Linked DNA regions of Mus musculus: all the other regions are linked to region 2. A link is a contact called in public ChIA-PET, HiChIP or PLAC-seq and promoter capture Hi-C data. All regions are on one chromosome and are shown on one strand. The core of a region is the stretch at or near the end of the contact, and the rest is flanking DNA. Distances in the headings are between cores, read along the strand shown.

Region 1 (3,309 bases), core at 678-3,177, 260 kb before region 2:
CCCCAAGGAACCGGAGAAACATGGCCTGGAGGTCGCTCCAGTACAACGTGGTCCGGCCGGAGTCCTCAGGGTTGACATCTTCATCGACCACCAACACGGAGTCCCCACACGCCTGGCAGGACCCTCGAAAGGCCACGTAGCCTAGGAGGAAGGCTGGCAGGTGGGAAGATGGGGTTCTCTTGTGCTCTCTTCTACTAGACCCCAGAAATGCCCCCAGCCCAGGAGGAGGGAGGGAAGACTCACCCCCAGTGAAGATTAGCAGGGTGATCAGGACCAGATAGGGGGCAGCCTTTCGACCTGCTGCAGCCCAGGGTATGGGAATTGACCTCCCGGGACAGGAGCCTAAGTGCTCAGGGCCTTTGAGTTCCATGGGGCAGAACTGGGCAGGAAGCTCCGCCCCTTCCTCCCTGTCTTCCTCCTCCAGGTGCTCCAGCTGAGGGCCTTCCACGCGTCTGTAGATGGTCTGAGAGGGTCTTGGGGACCACTGTTGCTGAGTGGAGGGGTGAGGTAGGCATGAGATTACGGGAGGGGGCCTAAGAGTTGGCTGAGGGTTAGGCAAGAATGGTGTCACTGACTCCGGCCAGGAGGAAGGGAGCTCTGGAGGCTGGAGAGGAGGGACCCAAGGAGGACCAGTGGGGCCAACCTTATGCATTAGGGAGTTGCCTAAGGGACACGAAGGAAGACCTAATGTGTGTAACCACAACTCCGCACCCCCGTGGTCTTACCACTCTCCGAAGTAGACCCCAACGTTGCTCCATGCTTGTGCCCCCTCCTGAACTCTGCAAGTAGTCCACACACACACACACAAAACCCCGATAAACCGTTTGTGGGAGCCCTAGAGGGCCCCTTATCAGCCCTGACAGGCAGCCTGAACCTAGGCCGTTTCTCATTCCCCATAAGGGTGGGGGCACAGTCTGGCCTCAGTCCAGCCTTCTAGACATTCCCCCTGGTTCATGCTAGACCGCAAGGGGCAGTGCCTTCTCTCACCAATCTTTCCACAAACCCCACTGTTGCGGGCAGACTGCAAAACAATCAATTTTTTTTTTTTTAAACCTCAGAGCAGACTTTGGCCAACTTGGTTCCCGTCACAGGTTGGGGGATGGGGGGGCTTAACGTGAGGGGGGAGGGGAGATATAGGTAAATCCCTCCTTTTCCCTGATTTCACTCTCTCAGGGTGTCCTTGGGGAAAGTCCCCAGCCCCCTTGGAAGTTTCACCATGAAAACGTCTGCCCCTTCCCACCTCTTGGGTCTGGTTGCTAGGTTTTCCCAGCACACAGCCTTCCAAATAACCCGTTAGCCGGTCTTCCTGCCCCAACCCCTGTCTCAGATTCCAAACAGCGGTATCTCAGTGGGGTGACTTGGTGGTTTAATCTGACCACAAAGCTGTCTGTCTGTCTGTCTGTCTGGAATCTGCTTGGTTGCTGGGGAGGAAGTGTTAGGAATGAGGTAAAGAGGTCAAAAGAAACCGACGAGTGGGTCTTGGAGTCAGGAAACTATGGGTTTCCACCTCACCGTTAGGGGGGCAGAAAAGGTCTTGGCCAAGCCACAGTCCTCCCCAGCACCCCTTGGATCACTAAAGGACTTAAGTGTTTCTCCTTCGGGGTCTACGACTCTAAAATTTTGATGAAGGGCCATAACCGCAGTTTACCCTCCAGTTTGAAATCCAAGCCGCGACGAAGACACCAGGACCTGCAGCTGTGAATGGGAAAGTTCAGGGTCCACCTCACCCTTACTTCTGGTCCAGGTTTCCCCTGGGAAACTGCGGGTCCTACCCAGGTCCAGAAAGATCTGAGAGGTAGGGGCTCACCAGTACCCCAGTCCCTGCCTCGTGCCTGTCAAAGCCGAGTCCTGAGTGGGAAGACACAGCAGCCAAGTTCAGCTCAGCAACAGGTCTCTGGGTTTCTTGGACCATGCTCCCAGGAGACTCAAAGCCTACTGAGGCCACACCCACTAGAGCACGCCCCCAGGCCCCGCCCCAGAGGACTCCGCCCCCGCACGTCCTTTTCTGGAGCAGCCCTGAACCAACAACCAGCTCAGTACAGACTCTTCCTGGTCCTTCCAGAGTCCTGACCCCACTAAAACCTAAGAAATTCGTGCCCCAGAGTAGCACGAATGTAGGTGTGTCTCTCTCTGGCATCTCACCAGATCCCCACGCCCCCATTCTCCCCCAAAGAAGTCAAACACTTGATTTTCATAAAAGTTCTTTTTTTTTTTTCTTCTTTCAACTCAGGAACATCACAGTCTAAGAAGATGTGGGTAAGAGAGAAGAGGGTAATGGGAAAGGGAGAGTTCAGCGCTTTTGGATTTCTGGCTGGTAGAACGCCCCTCTGGCGTTTCTCCGTGGATGGGGTGGACGGGTATTTGGGGGAGGGGGGCAACTTCAGGGGCACTTCCGCTCCACGCACTGCTTCCCTCCCTCCTCGTATTCCTGTTTGGAGATCCACATCTGCTGGAATGTGCCCTGAGAAAAGGGCAACATCAGCTGTCAGGCGTCACCCCACACCTCTCTACACCACCACACCTCGGCTTTCTACTTGCCTTCATGCATTTCTCACCTGTATCCTCCCCCCGCCCCCCCCCTTCCGGGAGATTTTAGGCTGCTCTACCACTGAGCCACGCCCCCAGCTCCTCCCTGGGGGATTCTAGGCAGAGGCTCTACCACTGAGCCACGCCCCCAGCTCCTCCCTGGGGGATTCTAGGCAGGGGGGGTCTACCACTGAGCCACGCCCCCAGCCCCTTACTTGAGATTAAACATGTTTTGTGCATGTGTGTTGTATTTGTGCCTGTGTTTGTGTGTGATGGTTGAGCTAACATGTACACACGGAGTACAAAGGGCAGGGTTTACCAAACCATACAGGTTTGTCACTCTGTAGAGAGGCTAGCCAGCCTTGAGCTTCTGGGGCTTCGCCTGTCTCCTCCCATTTTGTAAGAAGAGGCCTGGGATTACAGACAAATGTTCTCCTTACAAGTTGGGTTCTGCGGATCTGAACTTGGGTCCTCATGCCTTGTGCAGCAAGTGCTTTGCCTACTGAGCCATCTTTTCAGCCCTTGTATTTATTTGCCTTTTATTTTGGCAAAGGGTCTCAACCAATGGCCCAGGCTGACCTTGACCTTGTGATCTTACGGCCTCCACATCCAGAGTAGCTGGACATACACCTCCCACCCCAGCCAGCGCCACCATCACCGTTCTGACACCACCGGGCACCTCACTGCTACTCTCCCCTGCTGCTTTTTTCCGGGACCTTCCAACCGTCTTTTTTCATGGATAGCTGCTCAGCCCCCATGTGAAGGTTGGTGTCTCTGGCTCAC
Region 2 (3,193 bases), core at 357-2,856:
CTCGAACCCGGGATCCCTCTGCCCTCATTTCTGCAGTGCTGGGGCTGCAGGAATGTGACACTGCACATGGCTACTTTTCTTGTGGGGGATGGAGGGTGCTGGGGATGGGCCAGAGACTCATATATGCTAAGCACATGCCCACCTGCTGAACAGCACCTTCAGTCTCCCTCTCTCCTTTCTTAGCTTATTTCTTCCTAAACCCAGGTCCTGTCATACGGTAGGCAAGCATTCTATCATTGAGCTGTACGACTCTCATTGCTTCCCTCCTCTTCCTCCTCTACTTCTTTCTTGAGACGGGGCCTTCTTTCTCTGTGTAGCCCTGCCTGGCTGGCCTGGAACTCCCTTTGTAGACTAGGTTGGCCTCCAACTCAGAGATCTGCCTGCCTCTGCCACCAGAGTGCTGGGATTAGAGGTGAGCGCCACCATGCTCCCATCTTCTTGAATTACGTGTGTATGAGCTGGTTGCAAGACTTAAATCCCAGTACTCAGGAGGCAGAGACAGGAAGATCTCTCAGTCTGAGGCCAACCTAGTCTACAAGGGGAGTTCCAGGCCAGCCATGGGGTACACAGAAACCTTGTTTTGGAACAAAATGATGAGTATATGTATCTGTGTATCAGTGTGTGGGTGTGTGTGCATCTGAGTGCAGTGCCCTTGCAGACCAGAAGAGGTGTCAGTTCCCTAGGCACTGGAGTTAACAGTCTGTGAGCAGCCAGCCACATGGGAGCTGGGACTCCAACTCTGATTTTCTGCAAGACCAGGAAGTGCTCTTACACACTGGACCGGCCTCTTTGGAAAATGTTTTTGAGAAAGGGTTTTAGAAAATTGTCAAGGCTGGCTTTGAACTCATTTTGCAACCCCTGAATTTGATTCTGCTTTGACTTACTGAGTAACTCGGGTTACGCCTGTGCCAACGTAACTGTCTGCTAAGTTTTTAAAATGCCCCCTTGTAAATACACCTTATTAGATGCTGGGATTTTTCATTCTTTTCTGGGAGCAAGACAGTGGCATGCTCCCTTGTTTAGCTTAGTATTCTATTCATGGAAAAGGGCTTACTGTTATCTTAGGGATTTCAACTGGAAACTAGTGGATCCTGGTGGTTGTTTCCAGACTGCAATGTAAAGACTCCCATTAAAGAACTGGGCATTAAGATCGAGGTTTACACTTTTGCATGAGTATTAGGCTCCTCTGTCCAAGACAAGCAGGAAGAACGCATTTTATAAGTAGCACATACTGTATTTTTTTGCAGGAGAAAATGGTGGGAGGAGATGCCTCTAAAATGGTTGCTTCTATGAATTATTCCCTAGACATCCATCGTCCCCAAACCCCTCGATAGCAAATCCGCCCTTGAGGAGGTCAAGAGGTGCCCCAGCCCAGGGCTATTGCAAAGCAACCTTTGGATGCAAACTAGCTCCTACCCAGGATACCTTACGGGAGTGACACTTAACTTCTCCAGTGCCCTCCTTTTCAAGTAGGCACGAGCACGTTCAGAAGGCCTGGCTTGGCCCAGCTCAACTTCCGTAGCTCCGAGAAGCTGGGGCGATTTTGTCGCAAAACCACGCGAGACTTCCGCGTCTCCACCCTCTTCCCGTCATTCTTTTAATCTCGGAGTTTTAGTTTGGTCCGGGGGTCTTGTTTTGTAGTTGGAGGCCGAGCTCCGGGAGTGACGTAGGACGCGCGCGCGCCTCCTTGCCCCCCCCCCCCCCCCGCGGTCCCGCTCTTCTCTTCCCCTTCGTCTCCGGGCTGAGAATCCCAGCGTCTCCTTCCAACCCTCTTTGTGGTCCATTGTCGCTCGTTCCGGTCCGCCCGGAAAACAAGCCCGCCGGCGCGCGCTTCCAACGGCCCCGACCGCTGCCAGGTGGGGGAGGGGAAGGAAAGGCCCGGGCGGCGGGATTGCGAGGAGAGGACCGTGCCCGGGGGCTTCGGGGGTGGACGAGGGGGAATCCGTGGGGACAGTGAAACTGTCGGAGCGATCGCCCTGCCCGGGATGGCAGGCCGGCCTCGGCGGGAGGGAGGCGGGCGTGCTGTCCCCGGGGGATTGTCCCTCCTCTGGTCCTTGTTCATCATCACCGTGTCTACCCGCCGCCGGGCCCCAGGCCTCCTCTGACAGCACCATGGGTGACAGTGATGATGAATACGACCGAAGACGCAGGGACAAATTTCGAAGAGAGCGCAGCGATTATGACCGTTCCCGGGAAAGGGATGAAAGACGGCGAGGGGACGATTGGAATGACCGGTGAGACAGTATTAACGTCCATACCCCGCCCCGTACAACCCTTCCGCGCCACAATTTTTCTTTTCGTTTCCTTTTTTGTCTTTACCTTACAAAATCTTATTAGGATGCAGTTTACCGTTGAGCCATTTCTGTAGTTTCAGTCTATTCACCGTTGGCTCAGATTTTGAGCTTTTAACCAAAGTGACGGTCAGTATTAGTGCTGGACAGGAGCTCCGCACAGCTGGTTGGACTGCATCTTCCGTGCAGGCTACATAGGGAGACACAATCTCAAATCCAAATATTAAGAAAGCACAAACTGACCAAAGTGAGATTGGCCCGAAACTCTTTAGGTAGCTCAAGATGACATTAAACTTCTGAATTAAGGAAGTATTCTACCACATCCTGTTTAAGAGTTTTTTGAAAGGATTTTTAAAACAGGTAATTGAGATAAGAAATGTGCAAGTGCATTTCTTCTTTTATATAATAAAACGTTCATGGGGGTTTGCTTACATTATGTCTATGCACCTCATTCGTTCCTGGTGCCCGAGGAGGCCAACAGAAGGCTTTAGATCCTCTGGGAAATGGGCAGGAAAGATGGTTGTGAATTGCTTTGTGGGTGCTGGGACTCAAAGCCTAGTCCTCCGCAAGAGGAGCCAACCAAGAGTGGTTAAAAGGAGTGCATTTAACTACTGAGCCAGCTCTCTACCTCTCTTCCTTTTTAAATCCAGAGGTGAAGTAAAAACAACAAAAACAAAGCCAGTTTAGTGAGTTAAGCGCCATAGCTCAACTTGAAAACAGATTTCTTTATTTTTAAAGATTTATTTGTTTGAGTGCTCAATTTGCATGTACATCTGCATGACAGAATAGGGCATCTGGTCCCTGTAGTTGTTGCTGGGATTTGAACTCATGACCTGGATAAGCAGCCAGTGCTCTTAACTGCTGAGTCATCTCTCAGTTTCTTTAGAGGGATTTGAAATGAC
Region 3 (3,404 bases), core at 237-2,736, 400 kb before region 2:
TCCCGAAGTTCTTGATTCTGGCTTCAGGGAGCAAGAATCTATTCTTACCTAATCCAGCAAGCAACAATGTTACTGTTTCAAAAGAGTTTCGTCTGGTTTCGCTCCTGCTTCCTCCAACTCACATTTGTCTTTGTTGTTTTGGTTCCTGTCTGATTTGGGGGGAAACAAATCATCCAAAAGCTGATTTGACCTTCAGTTCTCTGTTTATCTATCAATACCCTTGCAGCAGGTACTTCTTCCAGAGAGGACACCATCAATCACAGATGGGGCGTGGAGGAAGATGATGTGGGAATCCTGGCTCCTAGAATTTAAAGTCAGTGGGTTGGTTCAAGGAGAGGACTACTGAAGGTCTCCCTCGCTATGGTAAATCCCCTTGGCCTTAGCTGCCTTATGTTCTCTGGGGTGGAGTCAGCTTCGTTTAACCTCTCCAGAAGACCGACCATCCTTGGGCATTGGTAGGAACTTAGTCACCTTGTTTCGCACCTCGTTCTCGGTAGGAGACTGTTTCTCATACCCTTCCATGTTGAGGACGGAACTCATGGATTTGTGCATGTTAGGCAAGGGGCTTCACCATTGAGCCATGCCCCCAACCCCTCACTAGGGGATTCTAGGCAGGGGCTCTACCACTAAGCCACGCCCCCCAGCCCCTCCCTGGGGGATTCTAGGCAGGGACTCTATCACTAAGCCACGCCCCCAGCCCCTCACTGGGGGATTCTAGGCAGGGGCTCTACCACTGAGCCACACCTCCAGCCCCTCACTGGGGGATTCTAGGCAGGGGCTCTACCACTGAGCCACGCCCCCAGCCCCTCACTGGGGGATTCTAGGCAGGGGCTCTACCACTGAGCCACGCCCCCAGCCCCTCACTGGGGGATTCTAGGCAGGGGCTCTACCACTGAGCCACGCCCCCAGCCCCTCACTGGGGGACTCTAGGCAAGTGTGTTACCAAGTACCTACATTTCCAAACCCCTCACCGGGAGATTCTAGGCCAAGGTTCAAGCCCAGAGCCACACCCCTAGGCCCTTGCTGATGGCTTCTGTTTTGCTGTGCTGCACCGCCCCTTTCCTCCCCCTTCCTCCCCCTTCCTCCCCCTTCCTCCCCTTCCTCCCCCTTCCTCCCCCTTCCTCCCCCTTCCTCCCACTTCCTCCCCCAACACCCCAAGTGCCCACTGCTTTGACTATAGAATCCCTCAGTGAGGGGCTGGAGGCGTGGATGTGACTAAGCAGTAGAGTCATTGCCTAGCATACAAAAGTTCCTAGCAACACAGAGAGAGAGGGAGAGAGAGGGGGGAGAGGGTACTTAAGCTAAGTACCTATTCTTTGTGTACCTTCAGCGCTGAGTGTACCGCTCTCATTGCTTCTCTTATCTTTGCTGCGCTACAAATTACCTTGAAGCTTAGTGTTTTAAAATGACAGCTCTCCTTTACTGTCTCATGGTTCTGTGGGCTGGCAACGCAGGGCATGACGGGATTGACTTGGCTCAGCTCCAAGGTGGCGTCTGGGGCCTCAGATGGAAGTCCTGAGGCTAGAGAGTTGAAGTCACCTGTGAGCTTGACTGATGCTGGCTGTTCCGCGATGACTCACTCGCTCACCTGGCAAGCAGGTTAGGACTGGATTGTTGGCAGCCTGCCTCTCTTCCTCCTGTGTGGCCCTCTCCCCAGGCTGTCTGAAAAGTTCCAATGATGTGGCAGCTGACTTTCCCCAGAATGGATGATCCAAGACAATGTAGTGGAAGTACCCATCTATCCCCATCCCTGTGTGTGTGTTTGTGTGTGTGTGTAAGCTGGAGTTCAATGATAGGCATCTTTCTTAACAGCTTTCCACCTTATTTATCTATTTTTATTTTAAAAGCTTGTTGGCACGTATGTAAGTGTGCCGTGTATGTGCAGTGCCCAGGGAGATCAGGAGAGAGCATCAGATCCCTGAAACTGGAGTTGTGTGCAGCCACAGGGCTCCAAACCCAGGTCTTCTGCAAGAGCAGCAAGTGCTCCTGACGACTGCTGAGCCATCTCTCCAGCCTCCCATCAGGTGCCACCACTGCCAGCTCATATTTATTTTATGTATGTATTCTTCAGTAACTTCATACATAAATATGATGGATTTCGATTGTATCCACCTGCCATGTCCCCCTCCAACTCTTTCTGGATCCCTCACTCTCCAGACCTCACAGCTGCTGCTGCTGCTGCTAAAAAATCGCCGAGTTCTCTGTTAAGGGTAGGTCCTACTGAACCCTTCGCCTTCCCCTTGGTTTTTGAGACAGCCTGTGCCAGACCCTCTTGCTTGCCGAGTGTGATGTTCACGGGGTCCACACTCACCCCTGAGACAATCGGCTTCACACCAGGGAGGAATTGTCTAGCTAAGGTTAGCCTCTGGGCACGTCCGTGGGGATTATCTCCATTCAGTTAATTGAGCTGAAAAAAGGCCTCCCATTGTGGGTATCACCCTTCCTTGGGCAGGCATCTTGGACTGTATAAAAGGAAGAAAGCGGGGAGAGGTTCCCAACCTTCCTAGTGCTGCGACCCTCATTGCTGTGGTGACCCCCCCCCACACACACACACAACCAAAGAATTATTTTGTTGAAACTTCATCACTGTAATTTTGCTAATGTTACAAATAGTAACGTAACTACCTAATATGTAGCATATCTCCTATGGGACCCGGAAGACCACTGGCTTAATGGCTAAAGGTGCTTATCGCCGAGTTGGAAGAACCTGTCTTTGATCCCACCTGCAGGTCTTTAATTCCATCACTTGGGAGGCAGAGATCTCTGTGACCTCGAGGCCAGCCTGGTCTACAGAGCGAGTTGCAGATCAGCCAGAGCTGCCCAGAGAAACCCTGTCTTGAGAAAAACAAAAATAAAAGAGCGAGTGGACCCCTGCAAGTGTCCTCTGACCTTCACTTGGGCACTCTCTGCATACAAAGTAAACTCACTAAACAACTGTAATTAAGCAATATTTTTTATTGGAGCCGTTGAGCTGAGCACAGTACTCCTTGCTGCCTTCCTCCTAACTGGGGCTGTATTGAGCCCAGCTGCCTTCCTCCTAACTGGGGCTGTATTGAGCCCAGCTGCCCCAAGCTTCTGCTGCCTTGGCTCCCAGCAGCAATGGATGTACCGCAAACTATAGCCCGCATTAACCCTGAGGTGCCCTTGTTAGAGTGCCCCGTCACAGCACCAAGAAAAGAAACCGAGACACTCAGACACTCAAACACTCGGCAGGCACAGCAAGAGTGAGAGGAACTCTCCAGTGCCTAGAACCACTTCCTTTATGACCTAACCTCTGAGAATGCACACTAACTGTCAGTTGCATTTACACACTGTTGAATTGAGCCCTAATTCTTTTTTTTCTTTTTTTAAGATTTTGTTTATTTTATTTATATGAGCATACTGTAGCTGATTTCAGACACACC
Region 4 (3,193 bases), core at 615-3,114, 360 kb after region 2:
TTGGGGAGCCCATCACTTATGGGGAGGAAAGCTAACATAGCCGTTACCCCAAACGCCCCAGCCGCCCCAAACCCTGGGGAGCATTCAGGTGCTGAGGAGGATGTTCTCGAAGGCCAGCGATGACTAAGAGCTAAGCGGAGGCTGCTTCCTCTGGAAAATGAGATCCCATCAAGCAGAGCGAGTCTAAGCACCGAGTGTTCTCCAGTGTCAAAGTTGTTCAAGTATTTTTAAACTGCAGAGACTTTTATTGATTTAACCAGCTGAAGATGGGATGAAGGCAATGGAAAATTGCGAAGACGTGTCTCATTAGATGAGGCTCCCCACCCCCTGCTACTATATATTTAGAAGGTTTTTGTTCAATACGGAACAAAACCCTGAGCTTTATATGTGTTACGGGCAGAATGGTGTCCCACCTTCTATCCCCAAAGTCAGAGTGAAGTCCTAATTGTGGAACCTGATAATAGACTATATTTAGGATTTTCTTTCTGCCCTCACCCCTACTCATCGCCCCCTCCCTCCATTCTTCCTTTATTCTGTTTTATTGTGTGGGTGGGTGGTTGGAAAGAGGCACGTGTGCATGTGCTAGCATATAAGGATGGAGGTCAGAGAACAATTTGTAGGAGTCTTTTCTCTCTGTAGGTCTGGGGGATCAAACTCAGGTCACCAGGCATGATGGCTGGCACGTTTACCTGCTAAGGCATCTTGCAGGCTCTTGCCTCTTGCTGTGAGCTCTTGCTGCATAGCCTGGGCTGGCCTGGCAATGGGTCCCTTGGCTTCAGTCCTTAGGGTGCTGATCACCCAGAGACCTCAGCCTCTCACACAGCAGGTGTCCTCCTTCGAGCTACCTGGGACATAGGGACGTCATCTAAGCTACAGATCTCCTAAGAAAAGTTATATGTGTGCACAGGAGCACAAGTGCCCACAGAAACTGGAGGATAGTGCTGTTTCACCCCAGAGTGGGAGTTACAGGTGGTTGTAAGCCACTAGTGTGGGTGCTAGGATCCCAGTTCAGGGCCTTTGAAAAAGAAGTATGTGCTCTTAACCAATGAGCCACCTTGCTAGACCCCCAAAGTGGTTTTTTTCGAGACAGGGTTTCTCTGTGTAGCCCTGGCTGTCCTGGAACTCACTTTGTAGACCAGGCTGGCCTCGAACTCAGAAATCAGCCTGCCTCTGCCTCCCGAGTGCTGGGATTAAAGGCGTGCGTCACCACGCCTGGCTGGTATCATCTTTAAGAACAACATCTACCACCTTTGAAACAGGGTCTCTCCCTGGCCTAGAGCTCACCAATTAGGCCAAACTACGCTGGTGTGTTACTACTGAGCCATGCCCCCAGCCCCTCACTGGGGGATTCTAGGCAGAGAGCCACACCTCCAGCCCCTCACTGGGGGATTCTAGGCAGAGACTCTACCACCGAGCCACGCCCCCAGCCCCTCCCTGGGGGATTCTAGGCAGGGGCTCTACCACTGAGCCATGCTCCCAGTCTCTCCTGGGGGATTCTAGGCAGGTGACCACTGAGAGCCCTTGTGGGATTGTCATCTGGCTCTGTGATAAAAATGCCCTGACAAGCTTATTGTGGTGCTGCATGCCTTTAAACCTACCACAAGGTGGGTAGAGGCAGGAGGATCTCTGTGAGTTTGAGCCCAGCCTGGTCTACATAAGAAATTCTAGGCCAGCTAGAGCACCATCAGAGACCCTGTCTCCAACTCCCAGCCCCCCCCAAAGAAAACAAAAACAAACACCCCCCCCCCACAACAACAACAACAACAAAAGGCCACTCAGGGGAGCCAGGTTAATCTGGCTCATGGTCTCAGGTAACAGTCCTCACAGCAGGCATGCTGCAGAGGCAGGAGCTGCTGGCCTTGTCTTACTAAGTAGTTTCATGATGGCCTTTAACTCTCCCATCCTCTGGCTCCACATCTGGAGCACCAGGTGGGATGGAGCCCAGAGTTTCCTCCAGGCTAGGTGAGAACCCGCAGCTGGGCTGTGGTCCACTTGCATTGCTATGCTGGCTCGGCATGTTTTAGCTCTTCAGTGCTGTGGGTTGAACTGTACACATATTAAATAATGCGTGCATCCTGTTCCAGAGGCCAACTCCCCAGACCTTTTATATGTTCATTTCGAGAGAACTCTATACTTAGGAGACAGAGGCAGGCAGGTCTCTGTGAGTCTGAGGTAAGCCTGGTCTACATAGAGAGTTCCAAAGTTACATAGTAAAACCCTATCTCAAAAAAAAAAAAAATTCCTTCTGAGATCTCAAGAGATTCTCAAAGAGTTTGGGCTGGCCTCGATCCTCCTGCCTCTGGAGACCTGGAATCGTGGCTTTGCACCACTGTGCTTGGCCTTTAATATTTCTTCAGATATGAGCAGAGTCCCTCCATGAAGCTGTCAGGCCTGGAGATTTCCTTTGTTTGAGTGTGAGGCTAGAGTTAACAGAGAAGGTTTTCTTTTTTTTAAGCACAGTTTCACATATCTCCGTAGCCATGGCAATGACCCCTGGTCAAATTCTGAGAACTAGAATCCTCACTGAGAGATTGGTAAGAGGTTCTTTTCTGTGCCCAAAATAGAATCAAGAGGAACCAGGCAGCAAACCAGCACTGAGGGGCACACCTGTAGACTGAGCCCCTGAGGGGTGGAGGCAGGAGGATGAGGAGCTCATTTGGGCTACATAGCTTGAGGCCAGCCTGAGCTGGGCTACATGCAACCCTGGGGCAGAAAAAGATGAACTAAGGACTGGAGAGATGGTTCAGTGGGCAAGAGTGCTTGCTTTGCAAACATGGGGCTCTTAGTTCAAATTCCCAGCATGGTGTAAAAAGCTAAGCATGGCTGTTTGCATGCCTGTAACCCCAGGACGGTCAGGGTGGTGGAGGGACAGGACTTCGTAAGGGATCCCACATGTACTGTAGTGACACCTTGTCTCAAGGCAGTAAGGTGGGACAGCCGAAGTCCTCTCCTTATTGGCATATGCAACTGCACACACGAGCACATACAACAAACATACCTACAGGAATTTAACAGAATGATGAACTAGGCTGTCCTGGTAGCTCTGGTTTGGGTCTGGAGGTGGGGCCTGGTTGGAGGAAGTCCATCACTTCGGACTTGTAAAGACTTCAAGCATCCCTGGTCCAGACTCGAGGAGGAGAGCAGCTTAGTTTGCTACCTGCTTCCTGACATGAATGACCTCTGCCTTGACCCA

The links. Promoter capture Hi-C pulls out the DNA fragments that hold promoters and counts their contacts. ChIA-PET counts read pairs in DNA pulled down with a chosen protein or histone mark. HiChIP or PLAC-seq counts read pairs in DNA pulled down with a chosen protein or histone mark.
Region 1: a promoter capture Hi-C map of liver shows a contact between it and region 2, with 2.8 times the contacts expected there. The contact joins the promoter of Tfr2 here to the promoter of Srrt in region 2. A contact is called at or near these places in 5 of 39 promoter capture datasets (the C10 cell line, cranial neural crest, embryonic stem cells and 2 more), 1 of 15 datasets of contacts at CTCF or cohesin (large pre-B cells), 3 of 484 Hi-C or Micro-C datasets (all in the G1E-ER4 cell line), 7 of 115 datasets of contacts at active chromatin or transcription factors (bone marrow-derived macrophages, embryonic stem cells, forebrain and 2 more) and 4 of 9 other capture datasets (adipose tissue, embryonic stem cells, liver and 1 more).
Region 3: a contact with region 2 is called in an RNA polymerase II ChIA-PET map of memory CD8 T cells, with 6 read pairs. The contact joins the enhancer-like site here to the promoter of Srrt in region 2. A contact is called at or near these places in 3 of 39 promoter capture datasets (hippocampal neurons, liver and pre-B cells), 2 of 115 datasets of contacts at active chromatin or transcription factors (memory CD8 T cells and pro-B cells) and 1 of 9 other capture datasets (pancreatic islet).
Region 4: a contact with region 2 is called in an H3K27ac HiChIP or PLAC-seq map of embryonic stem cells, with 5 read pairs. The contact joins the enhancer-like site here to the promoter of Srrt in region 2. A contact is called at or near these places in 7 of 39 promoter capture datasets (cranial neural crest, embryonic stem cells, erythroid cells and 4 more), 3 of 484 Hi-C or Micro-C datasets (embryonic stem cells and ventricular fibroblasts), 17 of 115 datasets of contacts at active chromatin or transcription factors (T-cell acute lymphoblastic leukemia, acute myeloid leukemia, astrocytes and 11 more) and 4 of 9 other capture datasets (adipose tissue, embryonic stem cells, liver and 1 more).

The regions. Positions count from the first base shown.
Region 1 is chr5:137,568,458-137,571,766 of GRCm38.p6, reverse strand. Tfr2 (transferrin receptor 2) reads right to left here and starts at 1,927. Exons shown (of 20, transcript NM_015799.4): 1 at 1,833-1,927; 2 at 1,649-1,695; 3 at 726-779; 4 at 244-490; 5 at 1-153. The coding sequence starts at 758. Actl6b (actin-like 6B) reads right to left here. Exons shown (of 14, transcript NM_031404.5): 14 at 2,187-2,461. The coding sequence ends at 2,381.
Region 2 is chr5:137,306,087-137,309,279 of GRCm38.p6, reverse strand. Srrt (serrate RNA effector molecule homolog (Arabidopsis)) reads left to right here and starts at 1,606. Exons shown (of 20, transcript NM_031405.2): 1 at 1,606-1,856; 2 at 2,095-2,234. The coding sequence starts at 2,113. It also overlaps the pseudogene Gm43013.
Region 3 is chr5:137,705,178-137,708,581 of GRCm38.p6, reverse strand. No RefSeq gene overlaps it. Among named protein-coding and RNA genes, the nearest start is that of Gm15498, 16 kb to the right of the region's middle. Within about 2 kb of position 1,486, at least 148 of the 459 cell types and tissues checked have an H3K27ac peak or open chromatin away from gene starts, as enhancers often do. A contact at or near this core is called in memory CD8 T cells, pancreatic islet, pre-B cells and 1 more, where this site is marked.
Region 4 is chr5:136,942,257-136,945,449 of GRCm38.p6, reverse strand. No RefSeq gene overlaps it. Among named protein-coding and RNA genes, the nearest start is that of Fis1, 18 kb to the left of the region's middle. Within about 2 kb of position 1,864, at least 13 of the 459 cell types and tissues checked have an H3K27ac peak or open chromatin away from gene starts, as enhancers often do. A contact at or near this core is called in embryonic stem cells, where this site is marked.